Linked DNA regions of Anas platyrhynchos: region 2 is linked to region 1. A link is a contact called in public Hi-C data. All regions are on one chromosome and are shown on one strand. Each heading gives the region's core, a stretch centred on a gene start, on an enhancer-like site or on the middle of the called end of the contact. The rest is flanking DNA. Distances are from core to core; before and after follow the strand shown.

Evidence for each region. Hi-C and Micro-C count contacts between places; a contact is called where the count stands out from the background.
Region 2: a Hi-C map of F5 follicle shows a contact between it and region 1, with 1.9 times the contacts expected there. The contact joins the promoter of ORC6 here to the enhancer-like site in region 1. A contact is called at or near these places in 2 of 8 Hi-C or Micro-C datasets (F5 follicle and liver).

What each region holds. Positions count from the first base shown.
Region 1 is chr12:19,055,086-19,058,554 of IASCAAS_PekinDuck_T2T, reverse strand. The region is part of intron 1 of MYLK3 (myosin light chain kinase 3); the gene reads right to left. Among named protein-coding and RNA genes, the nearest start is that of MYLK3, 12 kb to the right of the region's middle. Within about 2 kb of position 1,829, at least 4 of the 8 cell types and tissues checked have an H3K27ac peak or open chromatin away from gene starts, as enhancers often do. A contact at or near this core is called in F5 follicle, where this site is marked.
Region 2 is chr12:19,096,436-19,099,904 of IASCAAS_PekinDuck_T2T, reverse strand. It overlaps ORC6 (origin recognition complex subunit 6), which reads left to right and starts at 1,751. Exons shown (of 7, transcript XM_027467001.3): 1 at 1,751-1,908; 2 at 1,986-2,115; 3 at 2,463-2,626. The coding sequence starts at 1,844. VPS35 (VPS35 retromer complex component) reads right to left here and starts at 1,710. Exons shown (of 17, transcript XM_027466832.3): 1 at 1,631-1,710. The coding sequence starts at 1,633.

The DNA.
Region 1 (3,469 bases), core at 580-3,079:
CTGTACTTCATGAAGAATTCATTCAATTGACACAACCCTCTCCTACCCTCTTGACCTCTCTGAGGCAGCCACACAGCATAGGTGGCAACTGCAACCTCTAAGTTTAATGTTCTATTAACTAAAGAACACAACTTCTCTGAATAAGGCCCATTAAGTACACATGCACTAAGATTGTGCGTGTAAGGAACATATATACAGAAAACAGATTTTCAGGATTCTTTACATTTGAGTTTGAAATTCAGAAATAAGTATTTTAGATGTATTTTAACTTCGGTGATACGAATTGTTGGACACTCATCTGAAGAACAGTGTCATTAATTAAGTTCAAGATTGTTCTTGAAAAGCTTCTTTTCAGAGTCAATTCAAAATGAAGAAACATACTGCAAAACAGGGATGAACGCTCCCAACACCACGCCCACTGGTGGGGGATTAGTGCACCTTTCGCATCATGTCTGAATCAGTTTCCCAGTAGCTAACAACCACGAGAAAAGCCCAATAAATGTGCAACCAGGGATATAGATGAGAAAACCCAAACAACATAGAAAAAAAGATACGCTTTGGAGCATTCATTGGTCATGCTACCTAATTTTTGGGTAAAAAAAAAATGAACTGCTCAATTCAGAAAAATTTGAGCGGCACCAATTATACTCTCTTCTATTATTACAGCACCTCTCCATTCATTTCTCCCTCCTCCCCCAAACTTCTCTTCTTCTTCTCACATCTCTGGAGACCTGAAACCCATGCACCACCTTCTCCCCCATGATACCCCACAGATCTCCATGTATCTGCCATAGTAGCCTTAACACATAGATGCTTAGTTCTTGTCATTCTACCCTTCTCCAGCTCTGTCTAGCTTAACCTCTATCTCATGCAATTTCCAGTCAAATCCTCTCCATCACCCACACCTTCCTTTCTTTTTCTGCCCTGCCTTTTCCTGACTTGTGTTGTTTCCCCAACCCATTGTGTCCTGCTCTTTTCCAGGCCCAGCTTTCCTGCCCAGTCACTCTGATCCCTGCCTCCTCCTCACGTAAGGCATGAGCCGCAATTACTTTCCTTCCTTTGGCTATATAAGGAAGCTCCGCTGCAGCTCTTACACTGGCGAATAATGAGAACTGCATGCCTGAGATCCCAGAAATTGGGATTAATGTAATTATTTACACTAACAGCCTCCCAGGGGCCTTTTAAGTCACAGGGCTTTTTAGGATTACTGCAGGCAGAAAGAGTACAAGCTGTCAAAAAACCTTTACGATACTACAGCTTGATCAACAAAAAAGTATTAAATTGACAAGCAGCAAACAACGACTGAATCTCTGAAATCAATTATCTAATATAAGCACGACACACGTGTCTAAAATACCTGTCATTTTTCTGACTTGCTTAGATTTCCAGTGTTCAAATAATACTTTTGTTTCCCAGAAATGCATTTATAATGCAGACATTCAAAGGAGGATGTATTCCCTGCTGTTTGCCATGGTTTTGACATTTACGTAGATGGTAGATGTAGGTTTCTGTTCATTTTTTTCCCTGAAGTCTTTGCAATGTATAACCAATCTAATAAAGATTTTAAGACAAAGCATTTCACAAGATTTATTTTCCTATGCACAAGTGCCACCAGTCTCAAAGTCAAAACTGCTGAACAATACAAATTGTTAAAGTATGTTTCCTCTTGCAAATTCTGAACTCTTCTAACCCTTCTTCCTTCCCCTCCCCAAACTACATGTAGGTGCACCAAAGGAGCTGTATGTAAACGTGAGCTTCACAGTTGCTAAGTAACTCCATGCCAGTAGACAGCATTGTGAATGTTGTCAGCAACACCACAGAAGTTGCCAAATTCATAATCTGGTCAGCGCCAAGAAATGTAAGCTATATACTTGGATGAGACACTCAGAGCTTCATAAAATGGGCACGAGCAACAATGAAAGAAAATACATTGACAAGCAACTAGATTCATGATTAATCATAAGATACTTCTCTATCAGGACAGTTACTGACTATCCTTGAGAATGCAGCTATTAGTGTTTATCTAAATTAGGCTTCTCCATTTCCATTCAGTGACATAAAATGAAACATTTCTCTGCTGTTATCCAGATTCAGTCTGGGTCCCAGCTCCTATCTCCACAGAGTTCAGCCATGCAGCTAATCACTACTAGTGCTCCCACGTGCATGTACACACAAACATACATTCTGTTCCACAAATTCTCCAAATAAAGCAACTCAGATCTCAGTCTGAAGATTTTTCTTTATTAGCAGGACATATTCAGTAAAACATTCAAAAGCTCTTCATTCCAAAACAGAATAAAACCCTCTGAGACTTGGAAGATTGCTGGCCTATGTTTGTACTCCCAGTATCTGGAACAATCACTGTTCTTAACAACATATTATGGCCTTCAGTGCTGTCCAGCACTAAAAATAGTATCCTGATGACAGAATTAAAGACTAAGTCACAATAGAAATCACAGTAGAAGACTGAAGGCAGTAAACTAACTTTCTTAAGATGGAGCTCAAGTTCTATTTGCAAAGCTAAGAACCACCACAAGCAGCTTGCAGGGGCAGAAGGAAAAGAGGAAAGGGTACCTGACTCTTTCCTGGAGAATGCTGCATGATGATACCAAGCGATTCTTGAGAATCGTGTTTTGAACTTGAAATTAGACAACTTCAGTGAAAGCAACTTTTTTGTTTGTTTTTCGTTTGTTTCTTTTTTCTTCTTCCCTGGAGAAATAAATACACACATTTATCCATTTCCACTGCCTTTTAGCTAATGATTTTCATGTTTTTTACTTAGATTGCAAATCTAATTCAACAGCTAGCAGCTGTGAACAACCCTATCTAAAGAGCAGAAAAAACACATTCTTTAGTACGTTAATTTACAGACTCTTTCTATTCATTATGAATTCACAATATCTACTAAAAATACATAGTATGTTATTGCAGTGTTAGATCAATTTGAACACCTTCCTCCTAATGGAAAGGATATTTAATCAGACATAGCTTTGGTGCAGTCAAACTTAGCATCTTGTAAGTATTAGTGAGTTCTGAAAGTGACAGCCTAAAGAAGGGGAAAAAAATATAATGTTATTACTGCTTATTAGAGCTGTATTACCACCACTGCTACTTAAGTAGAAACCTCCAGAAGGGGGACGAGGCAAACAGCTAGGGAAAGCAACATCTTAAAACGCTAGTTAGAATTGCTAGAGGATATCTACCAGGATCCATACTGAAATAAAGTAGGAAACCTCCTACATACTACTGATGGTATTGTACATACTTTGAAGGATCAACTGCTTTTAGACGCATCTGAAAGTACTGGTTAAACTCATTAACATTTGTTTTGCTATATTTTCATAATAAGCAAAAAGTATGGCACAACAGGAAATCTACATAGTTAAACAGTTGGCACTGAGTGCTCAACATCTGCTAGAGGCAGACCAGGTCCTGAAGATCAAGCACCTGAACAGCTGAAGGACATCTT
Region 2 (3,469 bases), core at 502-3,001, 41 kb before region 1:
TCCATTCATAGTTTGTTTTATACTTCAGACTTGCAGCACTCGTGATGACTATCGTTTTGGGTCACTGTGTTGACAAGATGCTCATTTCACTTCTGTCAGTAAATCACTGCATCTAACAGAATTATCTACAATTAAAATACATGGGATTCAAGGCAAGCTTGTGGATCGTCACAAGCAGTCTGTATTCTGGCAAAGCGGGTATCTTAAGCTGAACAGAGAGTATACGTAATAGAGCAGAAGATTTCACTTCTGAATGCTCTGAAGTGCATTTTCATCGACTCTCCAAGTGATATAAAGCACTTGGATTTAGACAAACTTCCACTTTGATTTAGATGTACTTCCAGTCTATTCCATATACGACTTTTCCTTTTGTTCACTCACGTGCTTGTGTTTAGTACCTCAGTGAACAAGACTTACCCATGTTTCTCTGCCTCCTCCCAGTTAGGACTGCCACCCCATCACTATCAAGACATTTAACATGAATGTTACCCACGACAGAGGACAGAAAATCATGACAATCACCATCCTACTGATGGAGCCAGAGTGCACACAACACGTTACTGCAAACATCACGGGGTGCCTCGATATTAACAAAAAAGCATTTTGTACCATATTAGAAGCACAACCCTGCAATAAAGAAGGCAACCCCAGAACTTCTGTTAAGTCACACAACAGAGCATGAAGGTGAGCCAAAGAGAACATTTTTCATGTATACGCTGGCATTTGCTGCCACAGGAAGCCAGGAGACATTAACAAGAATCCAGGGGCTGTGGGCTTTTTATTTAGGGAACGATCAATAAACATTTACGAAATCCAAGTCTAGTTTAGGGTACTTGCACGCTGCTTCAAGGCTTAAATGAAGCCTGGCCACTGGAAATGGCCATGGAGCCCGGGCTGGTAGAGGGGATTAACCCACATTTAACAGCTGGAAGCTTGGGCTTTCTTTTCCTGAGTCACCTGCTATCAGCTCTTATCAGAAAGAGGACCCCAGAGCAGGCACGTCTGAGGCCATTTCCCACGGAAGGGCCAAGCAGCAGGAAGCCGGGCCGCCTCTGAGCCGCCACGGGCACTGACCCGGGGGACAGGGCCCGCAGTGAGGGTGGACGCAGCGCTCCCCTGCCCGCTCAGCCGGCCCCATTCATTTCCCCAGCCACACGCCGGGGGGCACCGCCGCACACACGCCCCCGCAGGCCCGGCGCCGACCCGTCCCGGCAGCCCCCACCCCAAACGCGAACCGGCCCCAGAGACGCAGGCCCTGGGCAAGCCCTGCCCGCAAGGGGCTCGGTGCGCGGCCCAGCCGCAGTGCCCGGAGCGCCGCGGGAACCCCGAGCCCCGGCGGCCCGCGGGAGCTCCCCGCGCCGTGCCGGGGCCGAGGCGTTTCTCGCCCCGAGGCCCCCCCCGGAGCTGCCTCCCCCGGCACCGGGGCGGCCGTTACCGGGGCCTCCCCTCCCCCTCCCCTCAGCCCCCCCGCACCGGGCGGCGGCCGCCGGGCCCCCCCCACCCACCGGGGGCGCTCCCGAGCCGCAGCCCCAGCCGCAGCCCCAGCCTCAGCCCCGGCCCTGCCCCCGGGCCGCCCCCTCCCGCCTCGCCTCCCCCCCGGCCGGGCCCGGCCGCCGCCGCCGCCCCTCACCATGGCCGCGCCGCCACGAGCCGCCCCCGCCAGCCCCGCCCCGCAGCGCCGCGCGCCGTCACGTGAGCGCCGCGCCGCCCCGCCCCGCCGCTCGGCCATTGGCTCGCCCCGCGGAAGCGCTCCGCTCCGAGCCCATTGGCTCGCGGGGAGGTGATTGGCGTGGGGAGCGGCCAATGAGGCGCGGCTGCGGCTGCGGCGCGGGGAGAGCGGGGCATGGAGCGCGGGGCCGTGAGGCGGCTGGCGGCCAGGGCGGGCCTGGGGGAGCCCCGCGTCGTCAGGTGAGGGCACGGGCACGGGCGGGGGCTGCGGCAGGGCCGAGCCCGTTCCGTTGCGGAGCGCTCCCCGTGTGTTGCAGGAAGGCCGAGGAGTTCCTGCGGCTGTCCCAGGTGCGGTGCCCGGGGCTGCTGGCGCAGACGACGGCCACGGGCAGCGCCGTGATGTGCCTGGAGCTGGCGGCCCGCGCCGCCGGGAGGCCGCTGGACAAGGTACGGGCTGGGGGGGGCAGCGGGAGGGCACCGGGCACCGACCCGAGCCCGGCGGCCTTTGGTTTGGCCTGGGGTTTGTGTGCGTGAAAGAGCCGCGTCGGCGTGCATTAAACAAGGCAAACTCCGGGTGTAAATGTCTGAAAATAACGCGGCCTTCACGGGTGTGGCCTTCTCGTTGGGTGTCTGCCTCTGTGCAGTGAGCGCTTACAGCTCTCCTCGCACAGGGATGTTCAATGCAGCGATTGAACCTCACCTCAGGGCAGCGCGCAGTTACTAACCCGTGTCAGGTGCCTGGGGGAGATGCCAGTCTGCCGCTAATCCTCGGGGCTTGTCTCTATCTCTGAAAGAGCTACTTTATTAAACTCTCCGGCTTGACCAAGACGACCTACCAGAACTCCATCAAGTCTTTGGAGTGTTTGCTAGAGGTGAACCCGAGACTGGGAATACGAGACCTGGCGGTGCAGTTCTGCTGCACGGAGGCAGTAAATACCGCTTCAAAAATACTGCAGAGGTGAGGAAGCTCTCAAGATCGCACCAGTAATCACTAGTAAGAGTCTTTGTTTGTTAAATGTGTAGAGAGCTTGTTGTTTGCAAGGGTCAGGTATCTCCCACCGACTGGACTCCAGTGTGTAAGTTCTTAGCACTGACAATCCAGCCAATTATCTAGGCCACTTTTAAAAACGTGTTAGCTTGTGAATCTTAGTAAGTCATTGTCTGAGTCCCAGTTCTTTAACTCAGAGTAATATAAAAAAGATAGGACATTTAGTCATTGTAATTATCCACAGAATCATGCTTCTACATGATCATGTCAGAGTTCAGACGTAATGCTCAGTAGAAACAAATCCTCCTTTCTGGAGAAGCAAATCTCTTAAAAACGCACATTATTCTACATGTAAAAACATCAGGTAGAACGCTTCAACAGTGATTCAACAGATTTAACTAAAGCTTTGCTCTCTGTAGCATCTACTTTAACAAGAGCAATCACTGAAGAGCTCTGGAGTGCTGTTACCCTGCTAGTGTGTTTAAAAACTGCCAGGGATTCAAAGTATTCTGAGTTGCAGGACAGGGAACAAAGACCTGTGTATGCTTCTGGGTGCTAACTACAAACTAAAATAAATAGCCTGGGGACAGGTGGACAGTAAAAAATTAAATTCTTCACAGTGCTGAACAGCTAGAAGTCATCTGCCAGATGAAGGCTTAAATATGTATTATAGGAATCAAACTATAATTCTACCCCATATAATAGAATGGATTTATGTAAAGTATCTTAATGCAATTTTTACATGTAATGTACAGAGAAAAGCAGGTGTAGGTGGGGAACACCAGATTTCACTGTCATTCAGACCCCTAATTC